Linked DNA regions of Rattus norvegicus: region 1 is linked to region 2. The links are chromatin contacts, called in public Hi-C maps. All regions are on one chromosome and are shown on one strand. The core of a region is the stretch at or near the end of the contact, and the rest is flanking DNA. Distances in the headings are between cores, read along the strand shown. Region 1 has its middle 70 kb from the start of Lonrf2. Region 2 overlaps Aff3 (ALF transcription elongation factor 3).

Region 1 (3,331 bases), core at 225-2,724, 230 kb after region 2:
TGCTGTCCACCCACTCATTGGGACAGCTGGGCAAGCGGCAGCAAGGTCGCCGGCTCTGTGGCTGAAGAGAGCTAAGAGTCTCACAATAGTGGCTGACATTCTCTGTGCCAGAGTCTGCTTAGTGTTCATTATTTCACCATAACTCTCCGAGGTGGTGAATACCCTCATTTTATACTTAAGAAAACCCAAGACCCAGGGAGGTTAAGCAACCTATCTGAGCACACACAGCTAGTTAGGATTAGCGTTGAGACAACAAAGGCCAAAGCCTTCCACTCTTAGAGCCTCAAGGCGAGCAAGCACATACACATGCTACATCTACGGTTCTCCTTCCTGGCTCTCAAGGGTCAACACAACCATCAAGTCTTTTAAAGCAAGTCCCTGTCTCATACAAAAATCCCATTTTCTTGAGTATCAACCTAGCTTTATCTAACCTCCATCTTTAAGCTGGCTTGCAGGGAGCAGAAGGGCTCTGGTCTATGGGAGAACATTCAGGGTGCCCCCCCTTCCCCGGAATGTCTGTCTGTGTAAGACTAAACCGAGCTGTATAAATCTTGTCCAGGAAAAGAAAAGAACGGTTGTGCGGGAGTTCCAGCTGCTGGGACCCAGGGCGCACAACCCTGGGAGATCAGAGGGGAGCCAGACCGATTGATTCCCGGCCCAGAGCGCCCTGTGTGAAGCAAACCCTCCTCAGATTTCTAAGGTTTCCAGGAGGGCAGGTTGGCTGGGAGCCTTGTAGTGCCGAGGAGACTGAGGATGCATTCTGCCATGTGGTTCCAAAGATAAAGTTGAGGGCAACAGACTGGATAACAAGCTAGACTCCCTTCTACTTCTGATAAGATAGAGGGCCTCTGTCTTTGAACGTGTTATTAATACTCCGCTCAGTTCTGTGGCCAGTGGGAGATCTGTGAGCCCGTTCCTTTCATCAGGAGAAGCTAGGGCTTCCTCAGGTCTATGGGAGGGGGGTTATAGACAGAACCCAGGGCCCAGGATATCACTCAACATCTGGGTTCTTTCTTGGGCTCCTGGGAGTGGGGGGGGGCAAGCCCCAGCATAGCCTTGAGGCTTCTGCCACAAATGTCTCCCTAGCTATGTAACCAGGTTTAATAAAACATGGATATTGTATAATAAATACTGCATTTTCATGAATCTGCCCGTGAGATCAAGTGCTGTGCTAGAAAATATTATGAAATATGTATCACAGTCTCTTACAGCCTCCTCAGAGCATTTTATATAAATCGCTACCTGTCAGAAGAGTTTGTGGAGAGAACCGGGGACTCGATGGAAGGCCCACAGCTTTTCTCAGTTGCTGTGAGATATTAATATATTATCATAACGTTTTTAAAAATGCAAATCCGCCCCTGGTATTCATATGCTCTGAATGGCACCCTAAGAAACACGCCTTCCAGCCACTTGAGCAATCACCGCTCCTGCCCCAGCCCTGCTCCCTGAAGGTCCCCTTGGCAAATAGCAGCTAAAACACTGCTCGACAGTGCCCTCTACTGGCGGGGAATGAGAACTCGCTACCTCCGCTCCGAGGCTCTCTTTTTCCAAGGGTCTGGGCCACTTTCTCTCATCATCTCCCTCCTTACCTCGCCTTGTTTTCATGTACTGGAACTCGTTCTGTAGACCTAGTTAAGGGTGTCACGGACCCTCTTCCTCACACGTCCCCGTCTGCATCCTCTTTGCATTCTCCTTTTTTGCTTTCTTGCGACTCATTTCCAGCCCTTGCCTTTCCATTTAGAAGCCAAACACCAACAAACCTCAGGAATTTTTTTATGCGAATTTCGTGTTGGTGATGTGAGAGCAAAACCTGTGCCTGTCTTTTGCCACGGAGGGAAAAGCAGCATCGCTTTGGTGCCCTCGGTTTCCGAAGCTCTGGGGAGTTGCTAAATAAGGCTTTTCCCTCTCTCATTCAGCTTCTTCTGAACTGAAACCAACCCACAGCATGGGATGGAGACACACTTCGAATATACTGCTGTACTCCACTTAATTATTTTTCTGCTGACCTCCATAACAAAACCTGCTTGGCTGCTGCTCCCGGATAACTCACCGAGAACAGGAGGGGTCAAGTTATTTGCCAGCTGGTCAAAAATGTTGCAAGTTGCAAAGTATTCCCGGCGTTCTGTCCATATGTGGCAAATTATGACCTGAGGACTACCCAGATCTCTGCTGAGGCCCACAGGTTTAGGACTTCTCTGTGAACCCCCTAAGTTACAAGCCAGGAACTTCCACAGAAGCCTGGTCTTCGAAAGCATTGTGTGAGTGTGAACCGATTCTGTTAGCCACAGCACGGCCCCCTCAGGCCTTCTTTCTGTCTTGATGCTGAAGTATGGGCAGCTCCTGGGGACGGTCTCACAGGTTTTTCAACTTTATGTATATGCATGACGGTCACACCCCGAGACTAGCAGGGGACTCAGGGAGCCTTCTTTTATTCTCAGGTGAACGGTTCCAAAGTCTCATTCCAGAAAATTCTACCAAGAGTCCAAGGGGTAGAACTTGGGCTCTGAACAGAGCCCCAACTTCAGACCACCTGGGTGATGAAGCCAGCATTCCCGTCTGCCCTTTATCCCTCTCCCTCACCCCTGTTCTATAGGACACCTCGTTGCTGAGTAACTCACATCCTCATCAACCTTTGCCCTGCCATGGGCTCAGAATGCTGCTCCCGTATGCCGTAGGCAACTAGGAGGAAGGTGTCTCATTGGAGCAGCAATCTGACAGCCTGACCATGGATTCATTCTGCTTCAATGGTCATCCAAACTAGACATTCATGGGTGACAAACCTCTAGGTTCTCCATTCATACATATTTCCATGAAAACAGTGGATGAATCTTCACGGCTGTCCTAGGATGAAGGCAGTTTATCATCTAGGTAACTTAAATGCAACTACATAAAAATAGCATATATTTTATACACATATATGCCATATATGAATATATTACATATAAGACTATGTTAAGAGATATGTATATATATGTGTGTATATATGGCATCTTATATATCTGATGTGTTTGTGTGTGTGTGTGTGTGTGTGTGTGTGTGTGTGTGTGTGTATCTGATGTGTTTTGGTTTTTGGCAACTGTATTACATGGTAAATAACATCCTGTTATCATGTCGGAAAGTTGGACCCACTCGGGAGGCAATTCAGAGACATTCTAACAGTAATATTTAGTTACCCACATTACCAAGCACTGGATCATCTTTAACTGCATGGGGAGAAGAAAGCCCATCATCCCTTGGTTTTCTCTCTTCTAGATTTTCCTATCCTAGAGAATGTGCACAGAGATGTCCTTTCTAGAACCAAAGTTGAGCTTCAGAAATTTGTTGACCGGAA
Region 2 (3,220 bases), core at 495-2,994:
CTGACCATAAAACGTGTGCTGGGGGGAGGGGCGCAGGAGGCAAAGGGGAAGGACGTCGTGTCATTCCCCCGTCCTTCCCCTCATAAGGAGAAATGAAGGGGCCAACTCAACTAGTGATGAGAAAGTGACTCTCTGACCAGCAAAAGTAGACACACTGCCCTTCTGGGCTCACCGGCCTAGAGTGGACATACGCGCTATCTATCAGCAAACAGGCATCCTGAAAAATTTGGAACTGTCCTTAGTCCTTAGCAGAAGCAGAGAATGACGGCGACATATCTGCTCGGTCTGGGGAGGAGAGTAGGAACCGAGAGGCCTACGATTAATTTAAGGTCTCCCCAAACACAGGAGACAGAAAAGCTTCTCAAGCTCTTTACCCCTGGGTGTCTCCATAGGAGGCAGGGCATGCCTCTGAGCACTGCAGTAAGGTCAAAATAAAGGTGGCTGTAGGTAATTCAGAAGAGAGCTAGGACCCTGGAAATCCCGGGATAGTGCTATTAAAACAGATATAAGGAAAAGGGTCTGTGCTTGAAAGAACTTTAGGAAAACAACATTTTGAAAGCTAAATGCCTATTTTTAGTACCTGTGCTGTGTACACGCAGGGGGCATACAGGACATGGGGATACAGTGATTAAAAGGTTATTCCTCATCCCGGTTCAGCCCACGCAGCCAGGGCATATTTTAAAGTCACTGTCTGTGGGGTGATCCTACACATGCTTCTGGCAAAGCTGCCTGTGCCCCTGAGGCATTTAATTTAAATTTAAAATTAGGGAATGCTAAAATATCCAGAGCAAGGAGGCCATTAGCATTTTAATTCATCCTTAGTACATTACCCAAAGTTATTAGGTTTGGGAGCCTAACCGGTGTCCTTACATTAAAAAAAAAAAAAATCTACCGACAGAGAGGCTCACCCCTCCAATGTCAGTCACAGTCTATTTCTGAGCGTGGCTGAGGGGACACTGAGCAGCACAATGTGGACCCCAACACACTCACTTAAGCCCAGAAGGGGCGACTGTAATTGTCCCATGGTGCTGGTGGTTGCTTGACCCAAGTCCCCGGCTTCTGTAAATGCTACACGGGTTTCACATATTGACAGGATGGAAGACACATGATTTATGGTATAGAGGCAAGAAGTGGGCTTTGAACAACAGGACAACCCTAGTTTATCATCAACTTCTAATTTTTAGACTTACATTGGCTGGCACTTGAATTGGGGGAAAAGGACCTTTGCATCCCAAGCATCTGAACTTCCCTTCTCTGGCACCCAGGATGCCAACCTTCAAACAGAGATCTCCACACACATGCCATACAGGCCAGCCTCAGCTAGGCCAAGTCAAACACACAAGACTGGGGTGATGCATGGAATGGCCTTATGCAAGATGAACAAGGCAGGCCTCTGAGGAGGCCCCCACACCCAAAATTATACCTCCTGCATCTGCTGGCTGATGCCTGAAATTCCAGAACTAGAGAATCATTCCTCTGGCTTAGGATGTCTTCACCCCTGTAAGAAATACAAACACCACAGGAAGAGAGACGCTTTAAACCTGGCAAGCCTGCATTTGGTATCTTTGCATGTATAAGGTGTTTCCCTCAAAGGCCTAAGGGAAGATGCAGGACACCAGTGTACAAAGATACTGGGATCTAAATGGGAGGTGTGACCCTCCCAAATGCAGGACAGAGGGAAAATACAGCTTACTTTGCAACGTGGTTTAGATATTTAAGGGGATGGATTCCACAGTCAGCTTGGTGGGTCAGACACAGTGTGCTCCCAGGACTTTGGAATGAGTCAGGTCATACTTTAGGAAAGCTGGGGTTGAGGGCATACTATTCCTGTTTAAATAAACCCCTCATCCCCAACCTCTTTGGGTCGGAAGAGACAAAAACAAAACCAGTCCAAGATGCAGTCTATGGCCGAATAAAAATTTGCTGTGTGGTTCTGCCTGTATGACCAGACTATGTATGATTTCAGACAGAAGGGGCCAAACACCCTTAGAGACAAGACACCCAACAGAAGAGCTGCACTGCCAATCCTTTCTCGGGGCCACCACAAAGCCTGTGCAGTGCGTCCATGCCAACAGATGACCCGGTGTGTAGGACCTCATTTGTAACCAAAGGAGATTAAAGGAAAGACAAAAGAAAGGCCCAGCTTCCTCCATGTCTTCTCTTTGGTCTCTGCTTCCTCAGTTCTACAGTCTCCATTGAGCAGAGGCAACCCACCCACTCCTCGTTAACTAGACCCAACACCCCCAGGTCTTATGTCAGGCCTGAGGAGCTGAAATATTACCTGCTCACAGCAAACACCATTCTAAGAGAAAGGCAGGACCTCCCACTTTTCCCAATGCCTGTGCATTGCTACCCTAACCAATGCGCAGTGCTGTTGCTTGTACAGACAGTAGCTGCTTGGCTAGTCCACCTCTGCACTAATTACAGAAAGCATCCACGCAAGTGCACGAGCTGGCATAGGCCTTTCTTTTTCTCTTCCCCTGAGAGAGCAGCCCCTGACCTCTCACTCCCTTGCCCCTGGAGCAATGTGAAGGCTATGCCATTGGCTTTAGTAGCAAAGAAACCTTTCCCCTGAAGGTGGCAAGTGGGGTCAGCTTCCTGAGGCTGCGGGACTGGTCCTCAATGATCCACATTCCTGGCAGGCTGGTGTACCTGTTAAACTCAGCGACTGCCACACTCGCTGTTTCTGCCTTGCTAACAGATGGCAGAATCTCTATCAACTGTTAAAGTTTTCCCTTATATCCACAGAAATTACAAGAATCACATCCCTCAAATGTATATCACCAAATGCATTTATTTATTTTTGCACAGAAGTGTGGCAGTCAACCACCATAATGTTATTTATTATTTATGACAAATGCAGAACAGCTTCAGAAAATGGAATCTTTTAAATCAACTCCTTTTTAAAAAGAATATTATTAGGAGGTTTTTTTGTTTTTTTTTAAAAAAAGCAAATGAAAAAAGATAGAAAAAAGAAAAAGATATTTCTGATTGTGCTTCATTTACTTGAAGTCAGGTTTCTTGCAGGGCTCACGCCAAAGCCAGTTATGGAATGTGAGTAAGAGGAAACAACCAAACAAGATAATTTCCAGATAGAATCCATTCTTAACTACAAGGTGACGACATGAAACTAAGTAACAATGTTTGGCCATGAAACTAAGTAACAATGTTTGGGATTCTGCAGGCTTCCTTCTGTTGAGGGAAAACAAACGACCACCTA

What was found. Hi-C and Micro-C count contacts between places; a contact is called where the count stands out from the background.
Region 1: a contact with region 2 is called in a Hi-C map of the A7r5 cell line, with 4 times the contacts expected there. The contact joins two enhancer-like sites. A contact is called at or near these places in 2 of 12 Hi-C or Micro-C datasets (the A7r5 cell line and the Rat2 cell line).

What each region holds. Positions count from the first base shown.
Region 1 is chr9:48,494,732-48,498,062 of GRCr8, forward strand. No RefSeq gene overlaps it. Among named protein-coding and RNA genes, the nearest start is that of Lonrf2, 70 kb to the right of the region's middle. Within about 2 kb of position 1,475, at least 6 of the 93 cell types and tissues checked have an H3K27ac peak or open chromatin away from gene starts, as enhancers often do. A contact at or near this core is called in the A7r5 cell line, where this site is marked.
Region 2 is chr9:48,266,022-48,269,241 of GRCr8, forward strand. All of the region lies in intron 2 of Aff3 (ALF transcription elongation factor 3), which reads right to left. Among named protein-coding and RNA genes, the nearest start is that of Aff3, 85 kb to the right of the region's middle. Within about 2 kb of position 1,745, at least 2 of the 93 cell types and tissues checked have an H3K27ac peak or open chromatin away from gene starts, as enhancers often do. A contact at or near this core is called in the A7r5 cell line, where this site is marked.